Linked DNA regions of Mus musculus: regions 1, 2, 3, 4, 5 and 6 are each linked to region 7. A link is a contact called in public ChIA-PET and HiChIP or PLAC-seq data. All regions are on one chromosome and are shown on one strand. Each heading gives the region's core, a stretch centred on a gene start, on an enhancer-like site or on the middle of the called end of the contact. The rest is flanking DNA. Distances are from core to core; before and after follow the strand shown.

Region 1 (3,635 bases), core at 1,010-3,509, 770 kb after region 7:
GTTGCTTTTGTCATGGTTAGCCTATCTGCAGCTGGGGCAGGAGCTATGTGGTTTTGGGCATCTAAAAACTTTTGTCTAGCTAATGGAGATTCTGAATGAAATCTCAGAAAACAGGACTTTTGTGTGTGCATGTGTGTGTGTTTAAATCTTGTTTCTCTGAAGGCAGACACAGCTCTAGTGCTGTTCGTCTAGCCTGTGGCTCAACCCAGATGCCATTTGTGAACCCCATTAGTGGCCCTTAGTTAAGTCACCTTCGGGACGTAGAAAAAAAGAAAAAAAAAAAAAAAAAAACTAACAACACTCTGGTCCCTTCATTGAAGCCAGGGATAACTGCAGAAACTCTCATCTTGGAACACCCATTGATGTTAGACAAGGCTAAGCGTTATGGGCAAAGGCTTGCCTTATTAAGGGGCAGATGGAGGTCTTCTTGCTCATGTGGGTCACCTGGTAGAAGAGCAAGTGGGAAATCTGACTGCAGCTCTTGACAAACCTGCAAATGAAAGGCCTTTGCTTGTGTGCATAGGCTGGTGTCCACAAAAATACTAGCTGCAATCAGGAAACTTCTAGGGTTTCTTGCCCATGTGTGAACATTGATGGAACTGTGGTGTGAGATTTTTGCCACATTCTGGAAAGGTCATTTGCTCAAGTGGATGCGCTGGTGTTCAGTGAACATGGTGATCTCACTAAAGCCACGACCACATTCAAGACACCTGAAGGGCGGTTCTCCATTGTGAGTGCGCTGGTGCCGTAGGCAGTTTGAGCTGTTGGTGAAGTTCTTGCCACACTCACAGCAATTGTAGGGCTTCTCACCCGTGTGTGAACGCTGGTGTTCTAGCAGATAGGAACTTCGCCCAAAGCTGTCTCCGCACCAGGCACAGAAGTAGGGTTTCTCGCCTGTGTGACAGCGCTGGTGCTGTAAAAGGTTAGAGCTCAGGCTGAAACTCTTGCCACAGAGGCCACAGCGGTAGGGTTTCTCACCAGTGTGAGTTCGCTGGTGCTGGATCAGGTTGGAGCTAACCCTGAAAGTCTTTCCACACTCAGCACACGCATAGGGCTTTTCCCCAGTGTGCACCCGCTGGTGTTTTGCTAGGTCTGCACTGCGACCAAAGGCCTCTCCGCACTCCATGCACTTGTGCGGCCGGAGACCTGAGTGAGAACGACGGTGTTTAGTGAGATTAGAGCTGAGGCTGAAGCAACGGCCACATTCTGGGCAGGGGTATGGTTTTTCACCACTGTGAACTCGGTAATGCTTAACCAGATCTGAGCCACGCCGGAAGCTTTTGTCACACTCTGGACAGCTGTAAGGGCGGTCACACCCATGGCTGCTTTGATGGTGAATGAGATCAGAGAGACTGGGTACAGCCAACCCACAATCCCTACACTTGAAAGCTTTGGGGACTGCAGGATCACTGGTCTTGACAAAGGTTTCTTCCTTGGGGCCAGAGCCTGACCTACATAAGTACTGCTGGTCCAGCATTTTTTCCACGGGGGCTGGTTGTTCCGGCCGCGCCAGGAGGGGGCGCTCATGTAGCGCGGTCTCGCGATCCAGGGGCGACCTGGGGGCTCCCGGGAATTTTGACGTCCGGTTCTCCAGCAGCTTAGCCCCATCTAGATTCTCCCTGGTCACTTCTGGAGCCGCAAGTTCCATTGCGGCCGAAAAGCGCTCGGTTTCCTAAATGCCACCCGTTTAACTCATCAGCACAGTTGGAGAACGGGGCACTGGAGGCTTGGAGGCCGGTACCGGAAACGGAAAGGTCCCCAAGCCCGAGAGACTCTAGGAAGTGGCAGCGAACTTTCCCGGTAGGTTTAACTCTTTCATTCGCTTGGCGAGACCTTTCTGTCGGGAACTTAGCACTTTTGAAACGGCTTGGGGTTCTGCGAGTCTGTCAGTCCGGCTTTCGGAGCCATTGATCACCGCGCTTTGAGGGTTGCCAATCAAGTCTGAACGTCGCCGACAAGGACGTACCGGGAGCGAAGTGGCTAAGTCACGTTGGGGAGCACAGGACAGCACTAAGACTCCACCGCGGGGCGTCTGATCCTAGGAGCAACAGTTCACTCTTCGGCCCCGGGAGGAGTTTCTCACCCACTTAAACTGCACTAAGCTTGGCGCCGACTACATATCCCAGCATGCACCGCACGCGCCTCTTACTTTCCCACAGATAAATACCATTCTCGCCATGTCTTCTGCGACTGTGCAAGTACCGGAGTTCCAGAATCTAGAACTTGAACTTCCGACTCGCAAGATAACTGCGGCGGCGCTATTCCGAGGAGCAGCCTGGCCACGCCCCCCTCTTCCAGTTCCGCTCTCTCAGAGTACCGGCGAGACGCGGGGCGGAGCCTGAGGCCCGGGCCAAGATGGCGGCTGCGAGACCGGCCCTTACGGACTCGCTCTCGTTTTGCCTCGCGCAGCTCACGGCGGCGGCCGGGGAGGGGCCAGGTGGGGGAAAGGACCCAGCTACCAACGAGACACCCCTGGGCCGCGCGCTCTTAGCTCTTCGCACGCGCCACATCAAGGCGGCAGAGGGGATTGAGCGCTTCCGGGCACGCGGCGGGCTCCGCCCCCTTCTCGCCCTGCTCCGCCGAACGGCTGCTGCGGGCCCCGCCCCGTCCCAAGCAGCCTCTGGCTCCGCCCCTTCGTCGGTTGCGTCAGCTGGTTCTACCCCTGGCCACGCCCCCGCTGCCGAGTCGCTCTTGACGCCTTCGTTGCCAATGCGCCTGCGCAAGACGCTGGATTTGGCGCTCAGCATTCTAGCCAACTGCTGTACAGAAGGGGCGTGCCGGGCCGAAGTGCGGAGACTTGGAGGCATTCTCCCTTTGGGTAAGTGCTCCGCCCCCATTTCTTAGAAAGGTTCCAACCCACAGTATCTGCGCTGCCCTTCCATTATGCCAGGCCTCTGAGTACATGCTTTGTGATGGTGCAGCGCCACTCATCTCCTCAGGTGTGATGCTATGTGACGTCACTGCTCTCTCCATAAATTAGACCTGGACCTGCCCAGACCAGAAGTAGATACTGACTCCTGCCTCACTTTTGAGCAAGTGGCTTATACTTTGTTTTTGGTGCTTCTCGGGGACAGTACCCGTCCCTGTGCAAGGCTTCACATGGAAGAGCAGGAGGCCAGAAAGTGTAGTTTTAAAAGTTAGAAAGTGAGTTTAAAAGTCAGACATACCAAGCAAATCACCCAACCCCTCCAAAGCAAGAATTCTTTGTGTAATAACAATAGCTACCCGACAGGATTGAAGTTGAGTAGAAAATGAAATTCAAATGTACAGTGCCCAGACTCCAAGCATAAGTGGGTACTTAAACACAGGAAACAAATTCCAGCAGAGGATCAGCCTTTCTGTGTACCGGGTGATTTGGCGCCTCCTTATGGTGATGATGGGAACAAAGTTGCATCATTGCCTGTCCTGTATCTCAATTTTGACAAAAATCTTAATTTTTAAAGTGAAGCATTTTTATATTTAAACTTGCATAGATTGCAAGTAATGTGTTTGACAGTAGGCTTGATGGAATGCCAAGTTCTCTCTAACCTTGCCTGCTGTGCTGGGCCGTATTGCCTTTTGATTGGCAGGGATAAAAGTTAACTTGGTTCAAGCCAAGTTACCTGGACTACATGACCACTTCAGCCGCTCTTCCT
Region 2 (3,578 bases), core at 859-3,358, 690 kb before region 7:
CATACAGCCCAGGCTGGCCCTTGAACTCCCTGTGTAACACAAGGTATCTTTGCATTCCTTTCCCTTCTATCTCGGTGCTATAAAAACAAACATTGTACCACCACACTAAGAGCTTTACTTTTGTTTTTATTGAATTCCTTGTTTGTTTTGAGACAATGTTTCACTGTCAACTCTGGCTGGCCTAAAACTTACTATATAGACCTGGCCTAAAACTTGCAGAGATCCACCTACCTCTGCATCCTGAGTTCTGAGACTGTTCAACTGCAAGTTCATGTAATTACATGGTTTATGTATTTGTTTTTGAGGCAGAGGCTTACTAGCTAACCCCAGCGGGCTGCTACTCTGTGTAGCCCAGATGGCCTCCCAAGTGCAGAGTTACAAACATGCATGGCCACACTTGGCTCCAAGATCCTATACCTAAGTTTTGACAGGAGCTGTGTTTAATAACCAATTTGGAAATTTCTAAAAAAGATAACCATCAGCTCCAGGACACCCGGTTCTGGGAGGTCTGTGCAGAAGGAGGGGCTGCCACCTCCTGGACGCGAAAGGAAGCTTGGGGTTGGTGTTTGGAAACTAACTTGTTTTCTTCCTCTGTTCAGGTGCTATTTTGGTGCCTTAATGAAGAATCGGATTTTGAAGTGGCCTTCAGCTTGGGAGCCAATGGCGTCATGACCGATTACCCCACAGCCCTGAGACACTACCTGGACAAGCAGGAAGAAGAGACCCAGCCTCCTCAGCCTGAGGCCCTGTCCTGTCTTTCTCTTAAAAAATAAATATTTTCTTGTCAGTAACATAGTTCATGGAACAAGGGGTTGGAGGGTCGATTCGGGAGGCTAAAAAGATGGCATTAGCGGCTGGGGATGGAAGTTGGTGGTAGAAGGCTTGCATACCATGAATGCAGCTCAGAGTTTACTGCAAGCAAGTGCACATAGCATCTTAGGAGAGATCAAGAAAGCCTGTGGTGAGCTAGGCCTAGGCTTTAACCTCAGTACTTGGAAGGCAGAGGCAGGTGGATTTCTGTGAGTTATAATGCCAGGGCTACAAAGTGAGACTCTGCCCACTGACACCCCTGCAAATAAAAGCCTGGGGGTGTCAGTAGGCTGGCCCACTTGTTCCACTACATTCCAGACCCAGCAGAGTGGCACCACACCCTGTGCCAGCTTGGCCTCCACTCTAAAGCATGCTAGCCCAAGCGTCCTGGACCTAGACTCTAGAGATTCAGAGATGAGTGGTTGTCCTGAAACCATTAAGAGACCCAGGCATATGCAAGGGACGGAATTTCCTCATGTTACTGATGTTGGGCACCTTATGTGCTGAGCTGTACTGCAGCAGGCAGGCATGGATTAGCTCGCAGGCTCTCCCACAGTACCTGCTGTCCACTTTCTGATCTCCAACATTGGAGTTCATTTAATAAATATTCCCAGTGCAGCACTTTTCAAGCCTGCCTGGTTCCTGGGACTCTGCAGTGAACACAAGTCTAAGTATACCAGACACACGATTAAACAGACATTTTCACTGGGGTCAGACCTACAGAAACCTCGAGGTCAGGCATACCAGAGAATGCCTGGAGCAGATGATGCTCAGCAGTAGAGATTTTTAAAGCGTTGGTTCCTGGGAGTCTAATAGAAGGACACCTTTAGTTCCCTTCTAACAATCTGTTCCACGTGCTTGGGAAAAGTGTGAATTCCAACTTTGACTCTTACCATCTGGATAATCTCTGGAGAGGATCTCTTCTCCAAGCCTCAGGAAACTGGTCAAATGGAGACAGTGGTCTGTGGATAAACGAAGACAATTACGACTATTTCCCAGGGGTTTGCATACAGATAACACGCTCTTATTAGCCCCATGCCGGGTTAGGATCCTTGTCTCTGAGCACCCGAGATAGCAGAGCAGCAGAGGTGCAATCACGCCCGGGTTAGCCTCTGGGTTAGGCTGCAAGTCGTAGCCGCATTTCCGGGCGAGACGGCTAGCGGGAGCCCGGAGCAGGGGGAAGGGCAGCCCAGCCTGCGCTGGCCGCCGTATGACGCGCCCCCTCATTTGCATGAGGCGCTCCGATTGGCCACGAAGGCCGCCGGGACAGGAGGCCGGCCCCCTCCCCCTCCCGCCGCAGCCGCGGCAGCAGCTGGTCTCGGTGTAAACAAGTCGAGGCGGCTGTGAACCGGGCCGGGGGGGACGGCGCCCATCAGGAGCGCCCCCCACTCCCAGGCCAGGCCACCCCGCGGACCGGGCCCTCCACGCGCCCAGGCGAGGTGAGGCCTGGACCGACGTCTCTGCGCGTTGCCCCGCGCCCCCGCCCCGCAAGCGAGGACTGCCCCTTCCCCCGCGCACGCCCCCATCCCCTCGCCCCAGGTGAGCCCCGGGGTCTCAGGTAAGGCTTGGCGATGCAGGTAAGATTCCCCTCGGCGGAGATGAGGCTCAGCGCCTGCAGGTAAAAACCCCTCCTCTCTCTAGGGGACCCTCTTCCTTTGGGGAGGCCTGCCTCCTCCAGGTGAGAGACCCTTTCCCCAAGCGAACTCCATATACCCCACATTTGCCCTATCACTAGTCCAACTAGGGTCCCAAGGACCAGTCAGTTTCTGCCCCCCCCCCCCATTCCTCAAAACTGAAAACTGGCAGCCCATCCACTCTGAAGCCCCTTCTTCACGTTTCAGATGCCAGTTCAGATGCCAGCTCAGCAGGGGTGAGGCCAGAAGCTGGTGGGTGACTCACCTAGAGCTCCTCCTAGCCTCAGTTTACCCGCTGATGCAACCTGAGGCCTCCTCAGTGAGTCAAAACTGAGATGACTCTGGTCCCTGGTGAGACTGCTGGCTCTAGGGAAAGGAGAGAGCAGCCAAGTGTGACAGAGTCCCCATAGTTCTGGGCTTGTCTACATGTGTGTGGCCTTAGTCCTGATCGTCCACCTCTCCTTCCTGGCAGGCACTGGGCTCCCTCTGCTCCCCGTGGGCCGCTCCCCGCGTGGGGCCACTGCCCTTGGCCCCCGCCATGGTGCGGATTTCAAAGCCCAAGACGTTTCAGGCCTACTTGGATGACTGTCACCGGAGGTATAGCTGTGCCCACTGCCGTGCTCACCTGGCCAACCACGACGACCTCATCTCCAAGGTAAGCAGGTCACATTTTAGTCTAGAATGGCAATGGGCTGCCTGGCAACTCCCCACCAATAGCCCTAACCCCCTCCTCTCGTCTCCCCACTACCCTCCAGTCCTTCCAGGGCAGTCAGGGACGTGCCTACCTCTTCAACTCTGTGTGAGTATTCATCTCCTTCCTTTCTTTTCCTGACCTCTGTTGTGACCTGTGACTCCCTGGTATGCTGATATTCCCAGAGTCCCTTGTTTCTGACAGGAAGCCATGATCAGGCTCCTCTTAGAGGCTAAGACCAGACACTTAACATACTAGCTAGAGGGTGGCTCTGGGCTGCTGAGACCCTCCCTGGGACTACCCTTTGTCCCCACAGAGTGAATGTGGGCTGCGGGCCAGCAGAAGAGCGGGTGCTGCTGACAGGTCTTCATGCTGTCGCTGACATCCACTGTGAGAACTGCAAGACCACTTTGGGCTGGAAATATGTGAGTTTGAGATCTCTG
Region 3 (3,388 bases), core at 583-3,082, 830 kb before region 7:
AACCACCAGGTGGGTGCTGGAATCAAACCTGGGTCCTCTGAAAGAGTAAGAGCTCTGAACTGCTGAGTCATCATCTCTCCCTCCCTCCCAGCCTCATTTATCAGACAAAGAAATCAAACCCCATTTAACAGAAGAAGAAGAAGAAAGGAAGGACTAGGGCTGAGCATGGAGTTCAAGGCCAGAGCATGCCTGCCCTTAGCTTTGAGAAGACCAGATGTCAATGTCTAGATCTGCAAGACACAGAAAAAGAAAATAAGATCCAGAGAGGCATTCTCTACTGCTTGAGTGTTTGGGCATGGGCTATTGCAAGACCCTTGCTTGGTGCTGAGGATATGAAAACAAACCAAAAACAAAAAAGAAAAAATGGGCAACTCTCAGTACCTTGTACTCTAGGAGCTTCTAGACTGGATGGTGGGAACAGTGTCCGGGGAGGAAATTACCACACAGCACAGTGAGTAATGGGCTGCTTGATATACACCTGTCCCAGAGAAGGCCATGGAAAAAATGACAGTGCAAGTCAGCTGGACCACAACATCCAGGAAGTGTCTCAGGAAATTAAGAAGAGTTTAGTTAATCAAAGAAGCCTAGTATAGGGAATTCTAATCCTGGATTCAGAGGCAATAACCCAATCTCAGAAATCTCAGTTCAGGGAAGCTCTAAAAACTCAGCCTGTCAAGTTCACTATAGTGGTACACACCTGTAATTCCAGCTCTCAGGAAGCTGAAGCACAAAGATCATGAGTTCAAGGCCAGCCTGGTCAACTTAACAAAACCCTGTCTCAGAAACACAAAAGTAGGCTGAGCATGCTGATGCACACATTCAATCCCTTCACTCACAGATAGAATCAGATGGATCTCTGGGAGTTTGAGACCAGCCAGGTCTAATGAATGAATGAATGAATGAATGAATGCATGCCCAGGCCAGCAAGTTGGCTCAACAACTAAGTGCTGGGCCACCAACCTAAGAGCCTAACTTCCATTCTCAGGACCCATCTCAGGTGGAGGGCAAGGACCAGCTCCTGCAATTTGTCCTCTGTCCTCCACATGTGTGTACTGTGACCTGAAACCCCCTGACACACACACACACTACACATACACTCACATAATAAATAACCCAATAACCAATAACAAAAGTACTATCTCTCTCCTCTCACTGACAAGGATCAGCACATGCAGGCTCTTACGCAGGAGTAGATACTGAGATTTGCAAGCCCTCTATTTTAAATGTTATGATTTTTAGAGAAGTAGTTCCTTCATAGCATAGACTTTTACTTGAGCTAAAAATGTTTGTATTCATCAAGTCTGTTCCCTGTAGAAACACTGTGGCTACGTGGGAACAGTGTCAGGTGCCTGCTACAGTCAATAAAGAGGTTGCTGTTTATAAGGCACTTAACCTTGTTTGATTTTGAAACAGGATATCTCTATGTTGTCCAGGTTGGCCTTGAATCTCTAGGCTCAGGTGATCTACTTGGCTCAGACTCTGAAGAAACTGGTATTGCAGGCCTGTGTCACCACACACCTGGCAAGAATTTAATAAGTCTGATCTAATCAGCCTGGAGCTGCTCTCAATGCTCAGTAGTGACACTACAAGATCTGTATGCTCTCTTGCTCTCTGCCAGGGCAAACTGCTCCCATAGACCTTAATATCTATATATACACACATACATACACATACACATAATAAAATGTACATATCTACATAGTAATAAAAAATGGGACCCCAGGACTAGAGCAATCGCTAAGAAGTTAAGATCTTCCAAGGGAGAGTTCAGGTCCTACACTTATTTCAGGCAGTGAACCACTACCTGAAATTCCAGTTCCAGGGCATCTTGTGCCCTCTTCTGGCCTCCTAGGGTATCTGCAATCACACTTCCCCTGGTTCTGGTTCATGCATGTACCTACATGGCCCCCCAGGGAACACACACACATACACATAAATAAAAACACCTAAACATGGTGGTGTTTCAAATCATGGTGATTCAAAATCATGCATAGGGGTGGAAAATAAAAAACAGATCGCCCAGCATTCGTTATAGGTGGAGGCAGGAGGATGGCGAGTTTGAAGCCAGTATGAATTACATGGTGAGATCTTGTCTCAAAAGGCAGGAGAGATGGCTGGCTCTCAGAGTACATGTTGCTCTGAGAACCCAAATTTGGTTCTCAGAGCTCACAATGGCCAGTTACTCTGGCTTTATGGAGTTTTGTATATGTGTATGTTTATTGTGTGTGCCTGGTCCCTGAGGAAATCATAACAGGGCATTGGTCTCCTAGAACTGGAGTCACGGATAGTTGTGAGCTGCGATGTGGGTGCTATATGGACTGGACCTGGGTCCTCTGCAAGAGCAGTAAATGGTCTAACAGTTGAACCATCTGTCCAGCCCCCCTCTTTCTGCTTTTGTATGGGGCAGGTTTCACTCTGAAGCCCTGGCTGGTCTGGAACTCACTATGTAGACCAGGCTAGCCTTGAGCTCACAGAAACTCACCTACCTCTGTGGGGATTAAAAGTATATGCCATTATGCCCATACAAAAATAAGATAAATTGTGGGAAAGAAAGAATGAAAGGAAAGAAAAGAAAAGAAAAGAAAAGAAAAGGAGAGAACATTATATTCATTTCCCTAAAATGATGCTATCTGGCTCCAGCTTTATAGCCATGTCCAGCTGTAGCCAACTTTAAGGTGAGAAATCACTCCAATGCACTTAGAGATTAATAAGGAGAACTCTAATAAAATCATGATCTGGGGCCAGGCTAATGCTATGGGATGTGAGCCACAAACAGAAATCCACCATAGGCTGGGCGTGGTGGCACATGCCTTTAATCCCAGAACTCGGGAGACAGAGACAGGAGGATTTCTGAGTTCAAGGCCAGCCTGGTCTACAGAGTGAGTTCCAGGACAGCTAGGACTACACAGAGAAACCCTGTCTTGAAAAACCAAAAACCAAAACCAAACCAAACCAAACAAACAAAAAAAGAAATCCACCATAGCTTATCAGGCTGTAATCTTACATAGGCATTCCTCTGAGGGTGGATTCTCGGGTTCCCACGCCAAGTTACATTTCTGAGCAATTAGTTCTACTAGTTTTACATGGGCAGAAAGACACTGCAGTTTTTGGTTATATTTAGATTTTAGATTACACTTTGGGGACTGAGAAACAGATACAGTGCGATACCTCTCAGAAACCATCTCTCCATTATATAGGTCTGGCTGTCCTGAAACTCACTGTGTAGACCAGGCTGGCCTGGAACTTACAGAGCACTGTTCTGCCTTTAGCTACAGAGTGCTACAATTAAATGCATGTACCTCCATGTCCAGACTGAACCTGTCTTCTAAATGGCTATCCTCCTTGGCTTCCTGCATGCTGAGATTACAGTCCTGTGCCACCATGCCCC
Region 4 (3,320 bases), core at 462-2,961, 590 kb after region 7:
TAGATTCCTCATTAGCATGGAGAACTCCAGGGTTTTTATGCTGTATGACTGGCTACCATGGCTCTCAGTGGGGTGTCATGGTTATGCGTTCCAGAGCAGGTAGAATTAGGCAGGGAGTTGAGCCCACTCCTACAATTCACATGGGTTCTGGAGATTCAAGGATTTGAACTCAGTCTTACCAGTTCTTCTGTCTGGTGGCATGGTTCCACTTGCCCCACATGTGTGTGTGTCTGAGTGTGCATGTAATAACTTTGAAACAAAGTATATAGAATTTTATTTATCTATTTTCCAGCAGGTAAACATCTACTTCCGTCGACTATTGTAAAATATAACTAGGAACAATAGAAAATGTGTCAAGATGAAGAGAAGGAAGCCAGGCCTGGGTGCATGCCTGTAGGTCTATGGCTGGGGAGGTTGAGGCAGGAGGATGACTGAGTCAGTGAGCTCAAGATCAGCTTGGACAACACATTGATAATGTAGAGAACAAGGTCCACGAGGTGGCAGGTAAAGGTGCTTTGTCACCAAGCCTGAGGACCTGACCTTGATCCCTGAGACCTGCATGGTGGAAGAAGAAAACTGACTCCAGCAAGCTGTGCTCTGACCTTCATACTTACACAGTTGAAACCCACAAGCATTCACACACACACACACACACACACACACACACACACACACACACGCACCAAATAAATAAGTAGATGTAAACAAGACAAAAACAAAACAAAACAAAACAAAACACAACCCAGAGAGTAAAGAAACCACTTTTTTTCTCAGCCAAGGGAAATGTACACAGTGCCCCATACCATAAGTCACGTAGTCGAGTATCCTAGATTTGGGAAAATCACGGGTCAGCACATTCCAAGTGCAATGGGTGTGCCTCGCTTGGGAAAACTACCTTCCTGATCATAGTGTCTCCCCTGCCAGGTAAGTACGAGAAACCACTGTTTTTTAAGAACAAGAACTTCGAGTAGACTCCACATGCAGCAAGGCAGGAATGGTTAAATATCTCCCAATACATCCTTCAGTTCCACTGTGTATAATAACATCAAGTTCTGTTTTCAAAATACTTTCATGAATTATATAGAGCACCACACTATGGCTAGACGCCGATGGTTTCTTTCCTCTTTGGGTATGTGTGCGCATGTACCATGGCGTGGATGGAGAGATCAGAGGAGAGCTGGGAGGAGCTGGTTCTTTTCTTCAACCGTATGGAAACTGGGGATTGGACACAGGTGGTCAGCGCTTAGTGGCAAACACCTTTACCAACTGAGTCACCTAGCTGGACCAACTCTTGGCTGTTTTTTCTTTTTGAAGAGATTTGTTATGCCGTATGTATGTGGGTGTTTTCCCTGCATGTTTGTCTGTGCATGAGTGCTGAAGGGAGCACCAGATGCCCTGGGACTGGAGTTATAGACAGTTTCTGAGCCTCCATGTGGGTACTGGGAGCAAGATGTGGGTCCCCTGGGAGACCAGCCTGATCCGAAACACTGAGCCTACTACTTAGCTTTTTTTTTTTTTTTCCATAATATTTGAGCTATCCCAGAGGTAGACGGGTGTCAGATGGCACCTTTGGGTGTAACCCTGATGGTTCGGGCCAGGAAACGGCATCAGGGACTGTTTTCTCCCGGAGGAAGGCTACAGAGGGCTGGGTGCTTGTAGAGCCTCCGCCCTCTTTCTTTGAGTCTCTCATAGCTTTTTCCTCATACTTCTCTGTTTTTACCCCTCCCTCCTGGCCTTGGTGGCTTCCTCAAAGTGTCTGTGGTGCCTGAAATACCACAGTTCACACTTCTTTCAGGGCCTTGTTCCTTTAAGTCATGACTCTTAAAGCTCTTCTGGTCACAGGTATGTCGGCGGGGTCTTGGGGGATCCTCAGGGTGGGGAGAAGGGGGTCCTCAGATTGGAAAGGAGGGGATCTCTTGGATCTATGAATGGAGAGGAAGGTCATAGGAAGGAGTAGGTGGGGAGAGATCAAAGGTTTTAGGGAATGTGGATACCGAGACTTGAACTCAGGTGGTCGGTGTTTAATGGCAAGCACCTCTACCAATTGAGTCACCTTGCTGGACAAACTCTTGGCATTTCTTTGAAAAAAGGGAATCATTGAGTGTGTGGGTGTTTTACCTGGATGCAGGTCTATCCATCAGGTGTGTGCAGTGCTAGTGGAAGTCAGTAGCGGGTATCAAAAGGGGAGGGGGATCTTTTGGATCTGTGAGTGGAGAGAAAGGTCAGGGAATAGGAAGGAGCTAGGTGAGGAGAGGCAAAGGGCATTAGGGAAGGATAAAGGATTCCAAAAGAAAAAGAGCAGAGGTAGGCAGGAGGAATAGTTAGGGATGCATGGATGAAGGACTAAATCCATCGATGCTGTGAGGGTTGTTTGGCAGACAGGCTACCAGGATCCAGAGAGGTGAAGGAGCTGCACCAGGGAGCGCAGCGGATACATTTCCGGCTGTGTTTCAACACATACCACTTCTCCTTAGTCTTACGTTCTAATTACCAAGAACCTAGTGTGGATGTTTGTTGAATGACTGATAATCAAAAAAAAAAACTGTTTTGTTTCCTTTTATGTCTACTTTTGTAGAGAGGGAGTCAAGAAGGGAAGGAACTACTTGAAACTTGCATAGGAAGGAAAATTTCTAACTGAGCCCTTTGTTGTGTAAACCATTGTGGTTGTGACAGTGGGGGAAGAGGCCATTGTGGGCTTAGAAAGGGACTGGTCATACCCCATCATAGGCATTTGTGCAGGCCTTTGAGCCTGCGTCAGCATATTTGGCCTGTGGGTTAAATACTCTTGCTACCTGTCTTAAAAGACAAACATCTATCATCCATCAATGATAGAGGATGCTAGCTTTACTCCCAGTGAAGTGAAATGTCACTCCTTAAGAGTCTCATTCATCTCCTGGATAAACCTGTATCACAAAAATTGTGATAATGGGCTACAGTTTGAGATTCCTTGATGAAAACTTGGTAGATAGAGGTGAAGCCCAGGGCTTGCCTAGTATGTACAAAGCTCTCAATTTGATCCCTAGCACCAGATAAACTGGATACAGTAGTGTACACCTGTAATTCCTGCACCCTGGGGGTGGGGTGTAGAGGCAGGAGAATCAGGAGCTTAAGATGGTCTTCAGCCTAGGATGTGTGAGACACTGTCTTGAAAAGCTCTTCAAGCTGGGTGTGATGGCACACACCTTTAATCCCAGAACTGGGGAGGCAGAGGCAGGTGGATCTCTAAGAGTTTGAGGCCATCCTGTTCTACAGAGATAGTTCCAGGATATCCAGGGCTACTCAAAGAAACCTTGTCTTGAAACAACCACACCAACACCACC
Region 5 (3,485 bases), core at 157-2,656, 890 kb before region 7:
TCTTTCCTGCAGCTCTTACTTGCCTGAAACAATTATGGCTACTTTGCTGCGGATGTCCCACTACCCCACCCAACGTCCCAAGGACAAGTTCTGCTTGAGCGCAAAGGCGACCAGCCTCAAGTGTTATCTGTTGTCCTTACAGACCTATTGTAAAGACCTATAATAAGCATCTGGGAAGTAGCTGAGAGTAGATCGATTAAAAATAAACACCCACAAAACAGCATTCTATGAATTATCTGTGGCAATATTCACGATGTTACGGTTAAATCCCCTTTGCCTTACTATCCTAGAACAACAAATACCACGAAAGTTGTCCAACCCCTGGTTTTACAAGAGAAAACCAAGGTCCCTCCGCCCCACTGTGCAACAGAGGCTAGACTTTTAGCTGACTTCAGAGACTCAGCAGTAAGAAATAGAGCAAAGGTGCTAAGTTCACTGAGAAAGCTGCTATGGGTGTTTTTCCTGGTCTGTGATGTCAGCCGTTTGTCCTAATTGGAAGTTAGGAGAATGAGGCTGAGAGGATAGTTGGAATGTGTCACCTCACAGTTCCAAATAAGGAGTCCTTCCCTTACCTTCCACTCGATGGCAGGGCAGCATCTTGACCATTCTTCATCAAGCCTATTCCTCTGCTATGGATTCCAGCAGCCTCTGCCCACTTCTCCCGGGTCTTTTCAACCACCTGTCATTAAGATTTGCCGTTTGAAATATGCCCTCCTGTGGTGTTCTTCCTAGATCACTCAAACAGTGAGAAAAAGGATCCTCCTACCCAAACGAGTCTCTAGAAATTCTGCAGCCTCTGTCCTTAAGGAACTCACAGTAAGCTGTGAGGACACATGACCACAGTACAAGAATAACCATAGGTGAGGGTGTGGGCATTGAGCACCAATCCAGACCTTTCATCCCCAGAAAAATCTTAATGGCGTTGAAAATGGGAACCCAGAACTTCCAGTGGCCTTATCCTCACTTCTACAGCTTCTCCCCCAAATAAATCAGGAACCACAAACCCTAGCTTCCTCTCACTGAAGGCTGTGGCTTGGAGGAGGCGGAAATGGCTGAGGTGCGAATACAAGACCTGAGTCACTCAGGCTGCACTTGCCGAATGCCCCCTCCCCCATACCCAATTCTGAGGTCTCCTGTTTCCACTTTTTTTTTCCCTTTCCCCTTTCTGGCCCGATCCTCTGCCCTTTAGTTCCAGATGTGCACCCGAGTCTGAGTCACCTGGACACTGTTAAGCCATCCCCCTGCCTGTCATGAAGTCATCCATGAGCAGGGGGGAGGTGCACAGGGCCTGGGGTGGAGATTTGTCAGGGAGAGTCAGGGGAAGAGGAAGTGTCTTGGGTGCTGGGGAGGACTTCGTGGGTGGGGACGGATGGTCATTGTGAGCTTTCTGGACACACAGAGACCTGCAGGATGGATTTTCTCCGGCTTCGTCTCCCTGGGCTACATCAGGCTTTGAGGGGAGCACTGGTGAGAGGGGCAGAGAGATACCCGAAACTTCCACCATTCCTCGTAGTCTCACCTTTCCTCTCCCTTACAGCCTCTCCTGAAGCCTGAGCTCCCTTTCCTACAGTCAGCCAGACTCCTAGCCCAGTCCTTCCTGGGTTTCAATCTCCTGCCTCTACAAGTGTACCCACTTATTCAAGCTAGGCCTTGTCGGGGTCCCTTAGCAGACGTCCAGATCCCTGATTCTTACCTGGGCTTTGTTAACAGTGTACTCCTGGGGAAGTGGTTAGACCTCCCCTGAGTGCCTTCACTCTTCTTTCTTCTCTTCTAGGACTCCTTCAGTGCGTTTGTGTCCTACCTCGTAGGAGACACAGTCCCCACAGTAGAGAGGCAGACACAGGCAGCTGAGGAACTGGGAGAGGTGACTGAGGGGAAGGTTGTAGGAGAGGAAGCCCAGGAGGTACTGGAGGGACTTAGAAGTGGCCAGAGTGAGGGGGTAGAAGCACCCGAAGAGACTAGAAGATGCCAAGAAGGAAGTTTAGCTGGTGAACAGACCTGGGGGTGGAGAGCAGATAGCTCTGCAAGGCCCCAAGCAGAAAGGCAGGACACTGGGTCCTGGAAGGCAGCTGAGGATGCCAGGGGCCAGGAGCCAAGTGTCCCACTGAAGCCTGAGGCAGAGCCTGGGACTCACAGAGACAGGAGCAGTAATACAGCCCAGGAGATCTGGGAGCACGGTGAAGAGGAAGCAAGCAGTGGGGAGCCTCTGAGAACCTGTGAACAGAAGGAAGAAGAGGAGGAGGTGGTCAGAGCAGCAGAGTCAGGGATGGCCGAGGGGGTGGAGTCACAGCCAACCTGGCACAGCGAGCCTGGGGGGAATGCTGGCACTGAGGGGCAGCATGTGACAGAGGACAGCAAAGAGATAGACTGGGTGGCCAAAGACATGGTTGCAGAAATCGAATGGTTTGGTGCCAAAGGGATTGACAAGGAAGAGGAGAGGATGGTCCCAATGAGGGATGGTGAAAGGGCAAGGGCACAGGGGACACAATGCCCCGGGGCCGAGTCTGAGGACCAGGCCATGTTGAGTAGAGAGGCCTGGACAGTCTCAGACAGGGAGGGGGCTGATAGCCTAGGAGTTCAGGGAACAGAATACGGGTCAGACCCAGGAGACAACTTCCCAGGAACTACTGGGAGAGTCTGGGTCCTAGAAGAGGCTGACAAGGGAGACCAGCAGGATGAGGTCGACGAGAAGAGAGAGGCTGAAGTTAGGTTTCCGATCCAGACCCTGGAGGCTGAGAGAACTGGAGAGATGACTGAAGGCCACATAGCTGAAGAGGAGGCTATGGGAGAACAGGAAACAGAGGGCAGCTTTGAGGATGAGGAGAGGCAAGACTTAGCCATCAGGGATAATGGAGTGAGTCTAGAAGAAGAGGTACGGGCAGAAGAATCCTCCAGGGAGAAAAGGAACTCCTGGGCCACAGAGCCTACGCTAGTCCTAGACACGGAGGCTAAAGATGAACCTGACTGGGAAGACTCTCCAGAAGTCAGCACTGAGGAGTTGTTTGTGGGAGAGAGGAGTGAAGCCGCCCAGATGACACCAGAGGTATTGAGAGTAAAGGTCACTGAAGGACAGGACCCTGAGCTGGTGAGACATTCCCAGGCTTTAACTAAACAACTTGAGGAAGGACAGAAGGGTCAGGAAGAGACTAGTGGAGCTCCAGACCTGAGCCCAGAGCGGGTGCTAAGCTTGAAGGAATATCCTGGGCCTGTGGGGTTTGCAGGCCCTGAGCTAGAAGCCTGGGGAAACTGGAGTAGGGGTGTGGACCGCAGAAATAGCCAGGAGGTAAAAGCAGATGCTGAAGCAGGCAAGGAACAGACTGCAACCGAGCAGGCAGTGGAGATCCGGGCTGAAGGAGGCCAGGAGGCCCAACAGCCAGAGGTCTTCGGGTCAGGAGGAGAGGAGGCACTGACCTCCGTAGCACTTAACCCGGAGCTGGAGGGAAGCCAAGGAGCAGAGGCGGGGACAGAAGAGTCAGTGGAGGAAT
Region 6 (3,585 bases), core at 810-3,309, 590 kb before region 7:
TAGAAAAACACCCATGAGGAAGAGCACAAAGCAGAGCTTCCTCTCAGGAAAAGCTCCTTCTGGAGAGGAAGATCATTACACCCCCAATTTCTAAACCTCACCCTGATACATTCCCCCGCGGGTCCCTCATCAAGCCCAGGCTCAGAAGAAGTGGGTATCCAGTCAGGGACAAGACTTGAGTTAAAATCCTGAATCTGTCACTCAGTGACCTTGAACAACTTTGCTGAGCATCAATGTTTTCAACTGTAAAATGGGAAGACAATAATAAGAGTTCCCACAGGTTGAGTAGGAGTATGTAGTATGGAAAAAAATGTATGCAAAAGCGCTCTGTAAAGGATAGGTCACTTGACAAATATATGAGATTATTTACACCATCTCAGCAAGAGACAGGGCTGGAGGAAATATTACCCCCTCACACACACACACACACACACACACACCTTTGCAAGGACAAAAACTCCAACTAAACCAAGCCAGAAAAAAATATAAGTTCCCAGTGTGGTGGCTTGCACCTGTAGTCAAAACTGTAAAGAGGTTAAAGACTGGACTCCAGGGCCAGATCGACCACCCAGGGCTACAGAAAGGCTGTCTCAATCTAAATAAATAAATAAGCCAGTCCACCTACATGGGAATCAACACCCTAGAGCAGTCTTGGGGAAAAAAAAAAAAAAAGAGTATAATAAAATCATGAAGAGGTGGTTGTGAGGGCAAAATTAATAAAGACTAGAAAGGTGGAAAGCCATTTGATTGGCTAAGCATCCTAGGGCGTGACCCTTGGTGACAAGACAGGCCCTGTCACCTGAGAGTACCCCTTCAACCAGACACAATGAAGGCAAGAGAAAGGGAGAAGAGGTAGCAACAGAAGCAGACTGGGCTGGCCAGAGACTGACCATGGGCCCAACAGGAATCCCTATCCTGAGGAGAGGGCCTACCCAGCCCCAGCTTCTCGGCATGGAGCTGACCAGAGGGGCTCATGCCCATACACCCATGTCTCTCACCTGGTAGGGGTCACTATGGTGCCCCAGCGCCTCCGCTTCCGCCTGGGGTACTCCAGTTGCTCTGACAAGCAGGGAGAGGGGCAAGGAGACCTTCCCCCTCGCCACCTCTTCCTCAGCTTTCGCCCTTCCTGAGGGGCGGGCCCGGGAAGCCTCCCCTGGAGGGGAGGGGGTGACAACCTGATCTGACCTCGCGGTCCAGTCCTCCCCCAACTCGAGGGCGACAGTTGCTGAATCCCGGATTTCCGATTGTGGGGTCTGAGCCCCGTATATTTGCAAGGGCTAAAAATGAGTCCGATATCTGATCGCTTGGAGGATGAACCCCGGATATTGGTGCACACAGGGTCCTGAATCCCAGGTATTTTAAATTCTATAAAACAGAGACCCAGGTTTGTAAAGGTTGGGACTTTGGGTCCCAGATATCTGATATACGAGGGTTTGATACCTGGGTATCTGAGAAACAAGGGACCAAGCCCCAAAATTTGGGACCCAGGGGCCTGAGCCCCAGGTCTTCGGCCACGACAAGGGGCCCACCCCGAGGACGCCCGGCTGCACGGCCCCTCTAAGGCTGGGGTCCGAGAGTGACAGCCCCTACTCCAGCCCTGGCCTACTCCCTTTCCCGTCCTCTCTCTCCGGAACAGCTGAAGGACTGTAGCGGAGGCGCTGCTGATGGTCCCTGTGCCTCACTCCCTTTCCTTTTCGTCTCAGCTTCTCACCGCACCACAGCCCTGCTCTCGTCCCGGCCTCCCTCTCTCTCCCTCTCTCTCTTCCTCCCAATTCCAAGATGGAGACCGGGCGGGAGCGCGCAGGCGCGGTATGCACGCCGGGCCAAAGGGGTGGGGCCCCAAAGGAAATAGCCCCGCCCCTCGCCAGTAGCCGCCGCGGCCCAGACGACAAGCTGCCTTCGAGCCCAAGTGCGCGCGCGCCCCGCCACGCGGATCCTTGGTGGGAAGAGGAGAGGAGAAAGGCTTGGCTTGCTTGGGGTGGAGCCCAAGCGCGCGGTCCAAGGACTGCTGGTGGAGAGAGCTGTGGCGCATGCGCCCGCCACGCTTTCGCGCTGCGACTGAGCCTGTTGCTAGGGGAAGCTCTGAGGGGGTGCTCTAGGAAGGAAAGCTGTGGTCTGCGCCTGCGTGCAGGGTAAAGGCTGAAAGGAGTAAAGCAAGGCTGCTGGCAGCTGGGCGCCGGAAAGGCGGGAAACCGGACCATTATTATGTTCACAAGTATCTAAACTAAACCTGAGCTCCCAAGTGCGAGAACGATGTGCCAAAGTTCGGAAAACCCAATGGGTCAAATCCCTACTGGAAAATTGAGGTCCAGTAGGATTGTATAACTTGCCAAAACGCATTAAGCATTTCATACACAGAACATCAATTTAAGTTCATGGAAGAAAACAAATGACAAAGTAGCACAGTTGTGTTCACAGTGTGTCTAAAGAGTATATAGTGCTAGATTAATGCTTACAATTCCAGCACTCAGCAAGCTGAGGCTGAGGCAGGAGGATACCAGTTCTGCAGGGTATGTAACCTAATGGAGTTCCAGTATCAAAAACAAAAAACAAACAGACACACAAACAAACAAAGAACAAAAAACCACAAATATTTTCCAAAGCAAATCCACCAACACGGCCACAGTTTTAAGTGACCTATGCCAACTTGTATTTCAAACTAAGGTCAACAAGGGTAACAAGACGCTAATCATCAGGAAACTAGAGAGGGTGACATCCAAAGATTTTGAGTTCCAGGCCAGGGGGCCCAGGCTTTTCATCCCAGCAACTTGAGAGGTAGAGGCAGGCAGATCTCTGAATTTGAAGCCAGCTAGGGCTCTATAGTGAGACGTGACAAAACAAGGCTGGGGAGCCTGTTCAGTGGTAGAGTGCTTGCCTGCCTAGTGTAGGCGAGGCTCTACATTCAACCCACAGTGCCACAAAATTGGACAGGAGCAAAATGACTAAGTATGTGCTTGCTGAGAAAAGGCTGGTAACCTGTGTTCTATCCCCTGAACCCATGCAAGGGTTGAGGAAGAGAGCACAACTGCTCTGGGACCCCCATGCACGGGCCATGGCATGAGCACACCCAATAAGAAAGAAAAGCCCCCATGGAGTGGTGGCATGTGCCTTTCATCCCAGCACTTAGGAGGCAAAGGCAGGAGGATCTCTGAGTTCTAGGCCAGCTTGGTCTGCAAAGTAAGTTCCAGAACAGCCAGGGATACATAGAGAAACTGTCTCGAAAAACAAAACAAAAAAATTCTTTTACGTCAACAAGGAAAAGTCCCCAGTATTTACTTTAATCCAATCCCCAGTAAGTACCTTACACAATAGTAGTCAAAAGCCATTTATTTTCCCACAGTCTAGTTCTTCACTTTTTGTAATAGGTCTTCTAAACTCAGAAGTGGGCCCCAAGAACTTGACCTGTACCTGGAGAAAAGGAAGAAAACAGGACAGGTAAGAAAACCCCTGGATGAATTTCTGCAAGGATTCAAAAATCAGAGGAAGCGACATCTAGGGATAGGTTCTGGCACTCAATCCCACTGGGGTAGCCTTGGAACTCTAGGATCAACCAGCAGCCAAAAAGCTAGATGCCTTTTCCCACTT
Region 7 (3,678 bases), core at 280-2,779:
TTGAGGAAGACACCTAACAATGGTTTCTGACCTCCACATACCAACACACACACTGAGACACAGAACAGCTAATTCTTGGGGAGTTAGGAGCTTTGGTTAGGTGGTAAAGGCGCATTCATAGTGCAAGATGCCAGTAAATGACCACTTCTTCCCCACCAGTAGTCCAGCTCCTAACAAAAGGTCCTTTGGAGCAGGCTCTCCAGCATTAGGATCGACTGCTTATCTCTTATTCCAAAAGACTACCTGACACCCTGCAGAGGACAGGCTCCTCTTCCAAGAGTTACTTCTGCCAGCCCAGAACAGGAAGGACAATGAACCGGCTCCACCAAGCAACCCCAGGTTGGTTATATTAGTCGCCTTCTGAGTGGCCTGCAGACACTACCTAGGAAGAAAGGAGGGGGGGGGGGGAGGAGAGAGAGAAATGCTAGTGAATGAAGCTCACCGCACCCAGCCTTCTCCCCACTTAGGCTGTTCCTGGTCTCTCCAGAAACTGAATTGGAAGCTAGAGGCCACATCAGGCCTACTCTTTAACTTGGGATCTTCAGGTTTTCCGTCCCGCCGTCCCGACTTCCGGAACTTCAATCCTAAGGAACTTAAACCTAAGAAAATGGGAAATTCCCAAATCCTTAACATTTAATCGATATTCACCGGCGTTAAGAACAAGAAAAATTACGTTAGGTGGAGAAACTTTAGCTTTCCTACACTTGTCCAAATATAACAAGAAACGTGATATAGTAGTTGGTCGCTGACCAGCCTTTGAAAAATGACGCTTTTCGGTCGACTAGTGCTAAAATCAGACTGCCCTCAATTAAAATGGCGGTGCAGGCACAATTGAGCTTCTTTGCCCCTACGTATTATGGCGGGCAGGAGATTTCACGCAGTTTCTCCTAACCCCGGAAGACCGGAACCGGCAATTGGGCGGTGCTTAAGACACACAGAAGAAGGCCTCTGACGGTTGGACAGCGCTGCATAAGGCAGGCTTTAAAGAAGCCGGAGGTGGGAGCTGTTTGAAACCCGGATCCTTGGAAAGCTGCGGTGAGAGGCGTAGGGGAGGGGTGGGAGTGGGGGGGACCGGGCTGGAGAGAGGGCCGGGAGGCGGGGGGAGAAGAAAACGTTTGAGCCAACTGGTCCGGGGCGCCCGAGAACGCGGGGCGGGGATCCAAGTAGGGCGGGGGCTTGGGGTGGGATGTTACCGGTGGGCTGGACCTTCTGGGATTGGAGTGAATGGTCTACCGGTTGGTTTGACAGTTTATAACCCAGAATCCGGACTGAGTTCAGTGATGAGTTTAGGCCTCCCCCAAGGGGAACTTCGTTAAGCTGAAGCTCTCAGTGGGAGGAGGCAAGTTGCGCGGCTTCTGATTGGAAGAACCGCGCAGTAGGATTCTTTCCACAGAGATCCAATTTAGGCGATCTGGTAGGAGGGAGGGCTGTTACTAAGTGGAGTAATTCTTTTGGAGCTCTTGCTTGGTGGGGCGAGGACCACAGAGGAATCTAGCGGAAACGGAAGCCTCTCGGGACCGGGATCCCACCGGATCCCAGAGAACCTCAGGGAGGCATCTAACAGGGACAAAGGTCCCAGGAGGCTCGAGCGGTGGGAGAGCTGTAACCTCCGCAATCCAGTCTCGCGGCAGGTGCCAGGCAGGGCCCGAGTGATCAAGGCGGCTGCAGCGGGAAGACCCGGCTCCGAGAGGCCGGCCGGGGGCGCCCTTTGGAGGAAGGGCCTGTGCCCTACCGGGAGCCGCAGGCGGACTATGAAGGGCGGAGTCCCGGGGGAGGAACTGGCCCTCATTCCCCACTCCCCCGCTCCCCAATTTACCCCAGGCCTCAGCCTGGGATACCCCAGGGACTCCCCGGAACCGCCGCTTCCCCCATGGACTTGCCTGGGAACTCCAGGTGAGAGCGTACCCCGCCCGCCTGACTTGAGCTCGGGAGACGGGGATGCTGACGGCTGCACCCGACTACAACAGAGGCAACAACAGGTTCAGGCAACTGTCTTCTACTTTCACCCTCCAGCCCTTTTACACAGCCAAGCCTGTGCCGTCAGCCTCTATCTCGAGCATCATGGGAAGCCAGGAGCCCGAAAAGACCGAGGCTGCAGCCTTTGGGGACCCCTTCATCCCTAGAAAAGGCCTCTCGGAGGGTCCTTGCCGTGGTGTTGGAAGATGTCATGACTACAAACAGGGTGAGCCCTTTAAGTGAAAGACCACTCCCTCTTCCCTATCCTCCATCCCCGCCCTGGCTTAGTACTAAAGTCAGACCAGTTCCACTAAGCCAGCCTTCAAAGCAGCCTCCATAATGCAAGACCATATGGTTTTGGGTAATTCATGTGCCTGTCCAGTCACCCACTCACCCAACCACATCCTACTAAGTATGAAAAACTCTTCTGACTGCCCTGTTATCGCTATCCTTTGCTACTTGGTGGGTTCTTCCATCCTCCCAACCCCCTAACACTAGTTAAGAAAGAAAAAGAATAGAGAGGAAAGAGATCTCCGAATAAAGGCAAGGGAGGGAATGGGGCGATGGTAGGCTACTTTCTGCTGATTAGGGGTGTCGAGTTCCTTGGGGCAGGTTTGATCTTCGCCATCAGGATATCTACTTTCTTCTTGTGAATAATAACAAACATCCAATCAATAACCAACCCATTCCTTGGGGGCCTTAACATGAAAAGTCCCCAGAATTCCAAAAGTCATACAATTGCAGAACCTGTCTGTAGCTGGCAAAATTATGCCCCTGCTGGAGGCAAATCTTAGTAAGTTGCTATGGACAATCTAAAGCAGTCCCATATCCCACACCTGGGAGTAAAACAAAAACATGATATTTTCGTGCTTTTTAAAAAAGAAACCAAAGCCGGGCAGTGGTGGTGCAAGCCTTTAATCCCAGCACTTGGGAGGCAGAGGCAGGCAGATCTCTGAGTTCGAGGCCAGCCTGGTCTACAGAGTGAGTTCCAGGACAGCCAGAGCTACACAGAGAATCCCTGTCTCAGAAAACAAACAAACAACCCCCCCCCAAAAAAAAAACCCAAAAAAAGAAAGAAAGAAAAAAAAAACCCAAAAATCCAAAATTGTCACTTCTCTGTTCTCTTGTTCGGAAGCATGCTGGTAGTGTCTTTGGCCACAAGGCAGACATGAGAAAAATGGTACTGTCTTTTACCATTTTTCTATTTCTCTAGAACCTGGGTAAGAAGAAGAGATTACATCATTTCACGCCTGTAGTTCCTGACTAATAATATCTCACCCCTAATTTAGACCAAATCACCTCTTTTAGGGATTTTCGTGGAGTCCAGCTGAAAATCTCTTTCACCTCTGTGGCTAAGGACACAGTGAGACACAGAAGACCCTGTCCAGTCACTCTATTTCTCTGGGTTTTGTTTTGTCTTACTGAGACAGCGTCTCACCTTTTAGACCAGGCTGGCCTGGAACTCTGAGCAGTCTTCTGTGTTAGCCTCACAAATGCTGGGATTATAGGCATAAACCCAGTTTTGCTTGCATCTTACAGCCCTTCCTCTTGTAGGTCCCCCTGACACACAAAGAGGACACTCCCAGCCCACTGACTCACAACCATCATCAGGATCCTGTCTGCACACAGTCACCTGCTTTACCATCCCAACAGGTCAAGTGGTCCATGCAAGCCAGGTAAGTGTGAAAGGGAAGGGTTTAAGCTGAGAAGACAGCTGAGCCC

Evidence for each region. ChIA-PET counts read pairs in DNA pulled down with a chosen protein or histone mark. HiChIP or PLAC-seq counts read pairs in DNA pulled down with a chosen protein or histone mark.
Region 1: a contact with region 7 is called in an RNA polymerase II ChIA-PET map of memory CD8 T cells, with 6 read pairs. The contact joins the promoter of 9130023H24Rik here to the promoter of Prr14 in region 7. A contact is called at or near these places in 2 of 39 promoter capture datasets (erythroid cells and pre-B cells) and 2 of 115 datasets of contacts at active chromatin or transcription factors (memory CD8 T cells and microglia).
Region 2: a contact with region 7 is called in an H3K4me3 HiChIP or PLAC-seq map of embryonic limb bud, with 4 times the contacts expected there. The contact joins the promoter of Ypel3 here to the promoter of Prr14 in region 7. A contact is called at or near these places in 5 of 39 promoter capture datasets (the C10 cell line, hematopoietic stem and progenitor cells, hippocampal neurons and 2 more), 1 of 15 datasets of contacts at CTCF or cohesin (large pre-B cells), 1 of 484 Hi-C or Micro-C datasets (B cells), 9 of 115 datasets of contacts at active chromatin or transcription factors (bone marrow-derived macrophages, embryonic limb bud, embryonic stem cells and 6 more) and 3 of 9 other capture datasets (adipose tissue, liver and macrophages).
Region 3: an H3K4me3 HiChIP or PLAC-seq map of bone marrow-derived macrophages shows a contact between it and region 7, with 4 times the contacts expected there. The contact joins the enhancer-like site here to the promoter of Prr14 in region 7. A contact is called at or near these places in 1 of 39 promoter capture datasets (neutrophils), 3 of 115 datasets of contacts at active chromatin or transcription factors (T-cell acute lymphoblastic leukemia, bone marrow-derived macrophages and memory CD8 T cells) and 1 of 9 other capture datasets (liver).
Region 4: an RNA polymerase II ChIA-PET map of memory CD8 T cells shows a contact between it and region 7, with 6 read pairs. The contact joins the promoter of Itgam here to the promoter of Prr14 in region 7. A contact is called at or near these places in 3 of 115 datasets of contacts at active chromatin or transcription factors (bone marrow-derived macrophages, memory CD8 T cells and microglia).
Region 5: an H3K27ac HiChIP or PLAC-seq map of double positive thymocytes shows a contact between it and region 7, with 4 times the contacts expected there. The contact joins the promoter of Apobr here to the promoter of Prr14 in region 7. A contact is called at or near these places in 1 of 39 promoter capture datasets (pre-B cells), 1 of 484 Hi-C or Micro-C datasets (uterus), 2 of 115 datasets of contacts at active chromatin or transcription factors (double positive thymocytes and memory CD8 T cells) and 1 of 9 other capture datasets (adipose tissue).
Region 6: an RNA polymerase II ChIA-PET map of memory CD8 T cells shows a contact between it and region 7, with 277 read pairs. The contact joins the promoter of Taok2 here to the promoter of Prr14 in region 7. A contact is called at or near these places in 7 of 115 datasets of contacts at active chromatin or transcription factors (bone marrow-derived macrophages, embryonic stem cells, extraembryonic endoderm stem cells and 4 more) and 2 of 9 other capture datasets (adipose tissue and liver).

What each region holds. Positions count from the first base shown.
Region 1 is chr7:128,235,772-128,239,406 of GRCm38.p6, forward strand. It overlaps 9130023H24Rik (RIKEN cDNA 9130023H24 gene), which reads right to left and starts at 2,260. Exons shown (of 1, transcript NM_177001.3): 1 at 1-2,260. The coding sequence starts at 1,648. The coding sequence ends at 635. Armc5 (armadillo repeat containing 5) reads left to right here and starts at 1,586. Exons shown (of 6, transcript NM_146205.2): 1 at 1,586-2,818. The coding sequence starts at 2,356.
Region 2 is chr7:126,774,855-126,778,432 of GRCm38.p6, forward strand. It overlaps Ypel3 (yippee like 3), which reads left to right and starts at 2,109. Exons shown (of 5, transcript NM_025347.3): 1 at 2,109-2,249; 2 at 2,917-3,099; 3 at 3,200-3,243; 4 at 3,452-3,560. The coding sequence starts at 2,983. It overlaps Gdpd3 (glycerophosphodiester phosphodiesterase domain containing 3), which reads left to right. Exons shown (of 10, transcript NM_024228.2): 10 at 600-791. The coding sequence ends at 773.
Region 3 is chr7:126,635,484-126,638,871 of GRCm38.p6, forward strand. No RefSeq gene overlaps it. Among named protein-coding and RNA genes, the nearest start is that of Nupr1, 12 kb to the left of the region's middle. Within about 2 kb of position 1,833, at least 32 of the 459 cell types and tissues checked have an H3K27ac peak or open chromatin away from gene starts, as enhancers often do. A contact at or near this core is called in bone marrow-derived macrophages, where this site is marked.
Region 4 is chr7:128,060,929-128,064,248 of GRCm38.p6, forward strand. Itgam (integrin alpha M) reads left to right here and starts at 1,712. Exons shown (of 30, transcript NM_001082960.1): 1 at 1,712-1,842. The coding sequence starts at 1,815. It also overlaps the pseudogene Gm22809.
Region 5 is chr7:126,583,602-126,587,086 of GRCm38.p6, forward strand. Apobr (apolipoprotein B receptor) reads left to right here and starts at 1,407. Exons shown (of 4, transcript NM_138310.1): 1 at 1,407-1,467; 2 at 1,775-3,485. The coding sequence starts at 1,411. It overlaps Cln3 (ceroid lipofuscinosis, neuronal 3, juvenile (Batten, Spielmeyer-Vogt disease)), which reads right to left and starts at 2,216. Exons shown (of 18, transcript NM_001146311.2): 1 at 1,694-2,216; 2 at 573-679.
Region 6 is chr7:126,882,908-126,886,492 of GRCm38.p6, forward strand. It overlaps Taok2 (TAO kinase 2), which reads right to left and starts at 2,060. Exons shown (of 16, transcript NM_001163775.2): 1 at 999-2,060. Tmem219 (transmembrane protein 219) reads right to left here. Exons shown (of 6, transcript NM_026827.1): 6 at 3,312-3,408.
Region 7 is chr7:127,470,085-127,473,762 of GRCm38.p6, forward strand. Prr14 (proline rich 14) reads left to right here and starts at 1,530. Exons shown (of 11, transcript NM_145589.2): 1 at 1,530-1,893; 2 at 2,014-2,182; 3 at 3,511-3,632. The coding sequence starts at 1,871.